Linked DNA regions of Canis lupus: region 1 is linked to region 2. A link is a contact called in public Hi-C data. All regions are on one chromosome and are shown on one strand. Each heading gives the region's core, a stretch centred on a gene start, on an enhancer-like site or on the middle of the called end of the contact. The rest is flanking DNA. Distances are from core to core; before and after follow the strand shown. Region 1 overlaps NDEL1 (nuclear distribution protein nudE-like 1). Region 2 holds the start of NDEL1 (nuclear distribution protein nudE-like 1).

The links. Hi-C and Micro-C count contacts between places; a contact is called where the count stands out from the background.
Region 1: a Hi-C map of skin fibroblasts shows a contact between it and region 2, with 2.0 times the contacts expected there. The contact joins the enhancer-like site here to the promoter of NDEL1 in region 2. A contact is called at or near these places in 3 of 9 Hi-C or Micro-C datasets (blood and skin fibroblasts).

Annotation. Positions count from the first base shown.
Region 1 is chr5:33,442,220-33,446,775 of UU_Cfam_GSD_1.0, reverse strand. The region is part of intron 8 of NDEL1 (nuclear distribution protein nudE-like 1); the gene reads right to left. MYH10 (myosin-10) reads left to right here. Exons shown (of 43, transcript XM_038536839.1): 43 at 186-1,852. The coding sequence ends at 330. Among named protein-coding and RNA genes, the nearest start is that of NDEL1, 51 kb to the right of the region's middle. Within about 2 kb of position 1,980, at least 2 of the 20 cell types and tissues checked have an H3K27ac peak or open chromatin away from gene starts, as enhancers often do.
Region 2 is chr5:33,391,198-33,395,496 of UU_Cfam_GSD_1.0, reverse strand. NDEL1 (nuclear distribution protein nudE-like 1) reads right to left here and starts at 2,485. Exons shown (of 10, transcript XM_038536844.1): 1 at 2,358-2,485.

The DNA.
Region 1 (4,556 bases), core at 731-3,230, 52 kb before region 2:
CTCTGAACACCGCCCGGGGTCTGCTGTGTGCTGGCCAGGTAGCACTGGAGCAGCACAGGGCCTTCCCGAATCCCACCCCCCCATCCCCAGGTCGTGTCCTGAGGAAGGGGTGCAGGTTTGGGGGCCCCTAGACAGCGGAACACATCACCAACTTTATCCACACGTGTCCACTTCCCGTCCCCCAGACGAGGTGGCCCCATAAGCTTCTCGTCCAGCCGATCGGGCCGGCGCCAGCTACACATCGAGGGAGCCTCCCTGGAGCTGTCAGACGATGACACGGAGAGTAAGACCAGTGACGTCAACGAGACACAGCCGCCGCAGTCGGAGTAGAGCCCCAGGAAGCCAGGGGAGGCGACACAGCGGGACATGCAGGTACTCGGCTGGCGCCGGCCTGCCCTGGGGGCCTCCAACATTTAGGAACTGGGCAAGCTTTGGGCTTCCTGACAGATCAACCGTGTCTTACGGCTTTCCAGCCCACACATACCGTATCCTGCTTCAGATTTAAGTACAACTGCTCCCCTTTTTCTATATATACACACAGAACACACACCTACTCAGCAGAGTCTCCTCCTTGCATCTATTTTCCATATACTCATTGAGAGACCATTTTATAATCCACGTTAAGAGAACCCCTTTGCAGACCAACTCCAGATCCTCGTGGCCAGTGGCTGGGTTCTTGGGGCAGCCCCATGGTGGCTGCTCTCTCTGCATGCGCTCTGTCTACAGACAGGTAACTTCGTTCTGTGTTGATGTGGCCCCGACTCCTCAGCCACGTCGAGTCTCTTAGCACATTGTGGAACCTGACCCACACTTGCATCTCCCTGTCCTTCCTCCGATGACGATCAACACTATTTCAGTGAGCAAACTGTGAAGGGGGCTTTGGCAAGATGAGGGGTGGGTTTGCAGCATCCACTTGGGGCCCCCGCGCCCCTCCCACCCTCAAGTTGGTGGTTGTCCCCGCATCTCTTCCTGTGAAGCGTCCCCGGCCAGGGCTGGCCTGTGCACTGAAGGGACAGCGGCCACGAAGCCGCAGGTGGCAGCCGTCGCGCCAACCCCACGCCCTCTGGCTTGGCCAGCACGCTGCCCTCTCGCCCCAGGAGCAAGCAGCCACAGGGCACTCACCGGGGCCAGTAGGGGGCCCTCCCTCTCCAGCCAGGCTCGCATGCTGACCTTGCAAATTCAGCCACTGCTTTGAGCCCAAAATGGAAAAATATTGGTTTTGTGTCCCACACTTATTCCAAGTTTGTCCGGGAGGTTTACGGATCCTCCAGAACAGATGCCATCTGCCTGAATGTTGATATGCCAGTGGATGTGAATCCTTTTTCATTTCTCCTTCCCTCTGGACAGTGTTACAGTGAACATTTAGCATTCTGTTTTTGGTTGATAGTTAAGCAAACTGACATTACAGAAAGTGCCTTAGACACTACAGTACTAAGACAATGTTAAATATATTATTTGCCTCTGTAACAATTCAACTGTGCTTCATATCATGTACCTCTCTAGTCGAAGTGGTATTATAAACATTCAGTGACAATGAATCAGTGTTAATTATAAATCCTTGATCCTCTGCAACGTGCTTGAAAAACAAACCTTTTGGGTTAAAAGCTTTAACACCTGTTAGGAAGAATTTGTCATGTGGGTTTGGAATCTTTGGTTTTCCCCCTTTATGAATTGTACTGGCTGTTGACCACCAGACACCTGACTGCAAATATCTTTTTTCTTGTATTCCCATATTTCTAGACAATGATTTTTGTAAGACAATAAATTTATTCATTATAGATATTTACGCCTGCTCTGTTTACTTGGAGGAAAAAGCACCCGTTGAAAATAAACAGACCTCAATAAACAAGAATAATCACGTGAATGTGGCATCTATCTTCTCACCTTCTCTTCTGTGATCTGATTGGAGGCTGGGCACCCCACAGACTTAAAAATGCAGAGGCCAGGCCCACGGTTGCTGAGGCCGCTGTGGTCCCAGAATCTGGCAGACACAGGCTAGCTCTCTGGGCGGTCTTGGCTCCGAGTCCTGTTCTCGCAGTGGCCTCAGCATGCAGATGTGTGGGGGAAGGACAGGGCCACTGGGGCCAGACACCCAGCCGTTAGTGGACAAGGGAGCCATTTAGGGCTGCAGGATGAACCCTTCGGCGGGAGGGTTCTGGTCATGGACCAGCGCAGCTCATTACTAGATCAGCGTGTTTTGTTTCAGACTATGCTCTTGGGCAGGATGCATGCTGAAGATGCTTGGGGGAGGATTCAGGGAGATCCTAGAGCAGCCTCTCCAGTGTGGGCCAATTCAGATAGTCTGGAATGAAACACTAGGACAACGTACGATCCCACAGAGAATGCGGATTTTTGTTGTTTTCAATATTCCATGATGTTCTCAGGCCAGGCTGGTATTGCTTGGCCATGCTGCTTGGCCATGGTGGGGATGTGAAAAACACAGGCAAAAGTGCAGGATGCCCTCTCGCGTGTCCTCACCCTTGTATCTAGGGTCTTACCCAGGTGTGTCTGGCTTCCCTCAGAAAGTAAGAGTTCCTCCCTGTTTGGCTGGTTTTGGGGGTGCTAACGCCAGCATTGTCTGCCGCCAGCTTAGCTGTCCTGGGCCAGCCTAGTCAGGAGAAACATGATCTGCATGGACTTGCCCCAGTTCCTGTTTCTACAGAGATGCTAACCAGAAGGAACCTCACTTCACGTGAAAAACCACTGCTTCGTGGTCCAGGGAAAGGCAGTTCATAAAGCCTTTGTTGGGCACTGAGAGCCCCAGGAAGAGGGTTTATGGGAGCTGGGCTCCCAGTGTGTTGGGAGACTCAGAGAAGCCAGCGGGTTGCCACCCAGCGGCAGTGCACCGCGTCGTCAGGAAGACTTCAGGCCCTGTGCTTGTTGAGATGGAGCGGAGATGCGTTGAGGCTCTGCAGGGGTGTTCACTCTGCTGCCCACACGAAATGCCCTGTCTGTCCCCACCACATCACAGCAGATGTTCCAGGGATCATCTTCATTTGCTTTACTGAGGAAAACACACCCATTCCTAGCCGGGCTGGCCAGAAGGTATACTTTTGGAGCCCAGACATCAGACCAGAGCCCTGTCACAGTCCCTTACCGTCACCAATCTGCCCCATCCCTGGAAACTCCACCTTAGATGAAGTATGAACCAGACAGCCAAGCCACCTCCCGGCCGGCCCTCCCTATGGCTCTGGATCTGACCTGTGGCCCTGCCTCCTGAAGCCAGTGTTGCCGGGACATGGGTCCGTGTCAAGACCAGGGAATTAAAGCGCTCACGTCTGTCACATTCCAGGAAACACCGTGTCCTGTCCGGGTGGAACCTGACAAAAGCCATGCTGCAACAGGCCACAGGATGGAACCTTTAAGAAAGTGGAGAGGCTGACTTCTCTCCCCGGGTTCCAGGCAAGACAGAGAGCCCACAGCTGAGACTCGAGGGGAGCCCCTATCCACACAGGCTTCCTCGTCACTCTGTGAGGGCAGCGTCTACACCAGGAGCCTTCCCAAATGTGCTGGGGTACTGTGCCCTGTGCCGGCTGCAAGGACCAGGCGGGGCACTCCCATTTCCTGGTGCAGCCAGCTGGCCTTTGGGAACCTGGCAAATCATGGGACACATCTCCTTGTTGGAAATCGAGTATGAAACACTCAGTAAGGATATATGGACACGATGATGCCAAAGACCACAGTAGCTGTAATTATGCAAGAGTGTGAACACGTCCTTCCACCTTTACTACAACTAGAATTCACGTTTGATTAGTTAATGCCAGCGAGATCTATTTTTTTCCAAAGGAGCCTAATGGCTCTGCCCCTGCTGCCTGGATGTCACCAGAGCTCATTTAGTGATGTCATGTGGCACAGACTATGACACAGCAGGTCTGATGGAAACAGCACTCCGTCCCTCCAAGCACCACACCGCATAGGTTCTAAGATGCCCGTGTTCTCACATATGTGAAATCTCAGGCCTCCCACAATGGCCATCAGTGGGGGGCCACTGTGCCATGGTTGCCATGGCTGGGCTCCTCCTGGTAAGGTCAAGAGAGCCCATCAGTTCTTGCAGACTGATTATCAGAAGCTTGGGAGGAAATTTCTGGAGCCGACAGCAGAATACGCTTTCCAGAAGTGCTGTGTCCCCAAGCACTCACCACAGCACAGAGAACAGTTTGGGAAAACAGAGACAACCTGGCCAAAACCGTTCAGAGCACCAAATCACAATGCAAAGTTTTAGGAATATCTCTTACATTTTACTTTTTTTTTTTTTCTTACATTTTACTTTTTAATTATGAAGTGCGATATGAAAATCTGTCTAAAGCCTAAGTAAAGCTCTTTCGGTAAATATAAAAAGTTTATAAACGAGAGTTTCCATGGTTCTGACTGGCACATTTTCCTTAATGGTTCACCAAATAAAGGTGTGCCTCCTAAGTGCTGGGTCTGGGATTGTAGCAAATTTGCCCCTCACTAGGCCGGTACAGGGGCAGAGCCTGGGAGGACCCGTATTTTTAACATCCTCAAGGGTGATAGCTGGTCACCCAGCAGGTCAGAGAGCCCCTGCCCTGTGCTAC
Region 2 (4,299 bases), core at 1,236-3,735:
GGAAAACATAGACAAAATGAAATGTAAAATGAAGGTAATAATAATAATAAAGTAGATAGCTCAGAGAACAATACTTCTCCCTTTCCCTCTCTCCCTCCTGCTATTCATGCTCATGAGCTCTCACATTCTCTCTCTCTAATAAATAAGTAAATAAAATAAAATATTTTTTTAAAAAAGGCAAGGTAGGGATCCCTGGTGGCGCAGCGGTTTGGCGCCTGCCTTTGGCCCAGGGCGGGATCCTGGAGACCCGGGATCGAATCCCATATCGGGCTCCCGGTACATGGAGCCTGCTTCTCCCTCTGCCTATGTCTCTGCCTCTCTCTCTCTCTCTGTGACTATCATAAATAAATAAAAATTTTTTAAAAAGGGCAAGGTAGATATTTATAAATTAACCTTAGACAATACCCAAATATTAATGAAAAAGTCTTTTTTAAAGATTTATTTATTTATTCATGAGAGAGACACAGAGAGAGGCAGAGACATACACAGAGGGAGAAGCAGGCACCCCATGGTGAGCCTGATGAGGAACTCAATCCCCAGACCCTGGGATCATGCCCTGAGCTGAAGATAGACGCTCAACCACTGAGCCACCCAGGCATCTCAAATGAAAAAAGTTTAAAGGACAGAATTTGACATAAGAAACATTTGTTTTAAAAGTCTAGTCAACTTCCAGCATATTTAAAGAACTCCTACAACTCAACAGCAACAAGAAACAACTCAATTGAAAAATGTGTGAAGGACTCAAATAGACATTTCTCCAAAGATGTATAAAAATGGCCAACAAGCATATGGAATGATGTGCTAGGCAATCATTGATTACTCATCACTGATTACTACGGAAATGCAAATCAAAATTGCAGTAAGATACCACTGCACACTCAATAGGATGGCTACTATCAAAAACACAGAAGGTGGCAAGTGTCAGCAAGAATGTGGAGAAATTGGAACCCTTGTGTGCTACTGGTAGGATTATAAAGCAATGCAGCCACTATGTATGAAGTAACACAATTCCTCAAAAAATTAAAAATTAAAAATAAAACTGCCATATGATCCCAGCAATTCCAATTGTGGGCATATACTCAAGAGAATGGAAAGCAGAGACTCAAACAGATATTTGTGAACTCATGGTCCTAGCAGAATTATTCACAATAGCCAGAGGTGGAAGCAACCTAAGTGTCTATGAACATACAAATGACTTAACTGAATGGTGTCTATACATACAATAGGATCATACTCAGCCTGAGAAGGAACGGCAGTTGTGACACATACTACGATAAGGGTGAACCTTGAGAGCATTAGGCTAAGTGAAATAAGCCAGTCACGAAAGGACAAATACTGTATGATTCTATTTATATGAGGTTCCTAGAGTCGTCAAACTCACAAAAACAGAAAGCAGAACGGTGGTTTCCAGAAGCTGGGGAAAAAGAGAGTGAGGAGGTGGTATTTAGTGGGGACAGTTTCAGTTTTGCAAGATGATCAGAATTCTGGAGACGGATGATGATGATGGGTGCACAACAATGTGAATGCCCTTGATGATAAACTGTGTACCTAAAAATGGTACATTTTATGTTATGTTATTTTATGTTTTATGTTATGTATATTTTACCACAATACATTTTTAAGTCCAGAAATCATGAAAAACAAAACAAAACAAAAAACCTTTCACTTTTCTGTATTGTGGGGGTTTATATCGACTATTGCACCAAGAAAAAAAAAAAAAGTTGAGTTCCATTTAGAAAATGAAATAAAAGTAACCTCAACTCCTTTAAGGATATCATCTTACAGTTTATGAAACACTTTCATAATCGTTGTCCTGCTTAAGCATCGCAAAAATCCCACAAAACAGAGACACTGTGACATTTAGTAGACAAGAAAACACGTTCAGAGGGGAGTAACTTGGCCATGAGTGAAACAAGGAGCCTGGACTCCTGGCAATCTTCTAACTTGGTCAGCTCAGTGTGATGTTAAGCATCACATGGACTATGTATATCTCAGGCAGCCCCAGATAAACCTGTCTGAACCCAGGAAATTCTCTGCAAGCCTAGAAAATACCATCGAGGCAGCCCAGGAAGCAAAAAGAAACAACAAGGCAATGGGATCTTAGGGGGATGTGAAAAGACAACGCAGCGCTGGGAAGCCACCAAAACAAGTGGCTGGTGTCACTCCCACAGAGGCATAACCAGCTTGACAAGCTGACCTCAGCCTTTGACAGTCTCTCCTACTACATGGATGGAGAGAAGGTCCGCAGGCCACCAGGAGTCCCCCATGTTGGAGTGTCTCAGGCTGACCCCCACCTGGCCCAGACCTCCTCCAGTCAGAGCCCCCCCGGTCCCCTGCTCCCCACCACCCCACGGTACCTGGTCCTGTGTCCCGTGCCTCACCAATCAGACCACCAGCAGTACACGGTTCCTAGCGCTGAACCAGCTGAAAACCAAGCAGAAGTCAACAGGAAGCATGAGAAATCACCGTATGACAAAAGAGGCACAAGGACAGGAAGTGGGTTCAGCCCACGAAGGCTGGGGCCTGTCATCTGGAAGTGAGGCAATCCTGTCAGCCTCCTCACTGAGCTGGAGTCGAGCAACACTTCCTTCCATGGTCCCGAGGAAGGGGAGAGAGAGATCAGGTCCTCACCCTCAGCCAGGCGTTCAAGGCTCCCTGTCACAACATGCCTGTATGCTCTGGTCCCTGTATTTGGAGAAGAATGAGGGAAAAGCTGTCACTCGCTAAAGGTAGGAGCTGCGCAGCACCTGGCATAGCACATACGTGGCATAGAAGAGGATGAACTGAAGGCAGAGGGCCGTCATCACTTTTATAGCTGGGAGGCCTGAACGAGCTCTTGGGGTCTGAGTCTCACTTTCCACATCTGTGAAATGGAGGTAATTCTAGCACCGGTACCCACAGGTCTGTTTACGCTTGAATGACATAATGTGCGTAACAGGCTTCACACAGGTCCCATGAGTCCCTGTCTGTCCCTCCTCCCCTCTGCCTCTGCAAATCTGGCCCACTCCTCAATCTATATTAGATTGGACAACCCTGGTCTGGTTCTGGTCTGGAGACTCACCCCAAACAGCAGCTATCATTTAGTCTCCCTATGTAGGAAGAGCACTGTTTCTTTTTTATTTTACTTTTTAAAGTATTTTATTTATTGATTCATGAGAGACTCAGAGAGAGAGAAAGGCAGAGACACAAGCAGAGGGAGAAGCAGGCTCCACGCAGGGAGCCCGGTGTAGGACTTGATCCCAGGACCCCAGGATCACGCCCTGGGCCGAAGGCAGACGCTAAACTGCTGAGCCATGCAGGCATCCCTTATTTTATTTTATTTTATTTTATTTTATTTTTATTTATTTATTTATTTATTTTAGAGAGAGAGCACAAGCAATGGGAGGGGCAGAGGGAGAAGCAGACTCCCCGCCAAGCAGGGAGCCTGATGTGGGGCTGGATCCCATGAGGTCATGATCTGATATGCTCAACTGACTGAGCCACATGGGCGCCCCGAAGAAGCACTGTTTCTAAGAACCGCTACTGAGGCCCTGCACTGGCTGACCATTCCTTTTCCATGGTGATGGGTTACCTCCCTAGGGACACCCAGTGAGGGTAGAGGCTGTGTGGATCTGTCTCTGATTCCCCCAGAACATCTAGCAGAGCACTGGAAGTCAGTCTCTAAATGTCCATGAGCCTTTGAGATGCTGTGGAAACACCACCCTATTTAATGCACGCAGGCAAACTCAGGAGCCTGGGCTGGGGACCTCACAGCAGTGGGGTGAGGCTATAGAGGCCAAGGCAAAGCCTTGCATGAGGGCAGGGCCAGGGTGAGCTTTGGCTCCTCTTAGCACCACTCATAAATCCCTAAAATCTTTTTTTTTTTAAAGATTATTCCCTCCAATTTACCACTCCCCCAGGGTGGGTGCCTAGCTTCTTCTTTTAGTGCACCCCAAGCCTTGCTGAGGCTTACTATGTGTCAGGCACAGTACTAAGTGTCTTACCATAGGACATCCTGCTTTAACTTTCAAACCACTCTCTAAGGAAGGGGCTGTTAATCTCCCCTTTTTTTTTAAGTTGTTATTTTTTAAGGAATGTCTGCACGCAATGTGGGGCTTGAACTCACAACCCCGAGATCAAAAGTCACATGCTCTTCCAACTGAGCCAGCCAGGCGCCCCTCTTCCCATTTTACAGATCAGGAAACTGAGACCCTAAGAGGTCACACAGCTTGTCCAAACTCACCCAGCAAGTGGACTCACACCTTAACCCATATGGGAGACATTTCAGTGATATTTTACTCCAGAAAGCTGCAAGTCCCG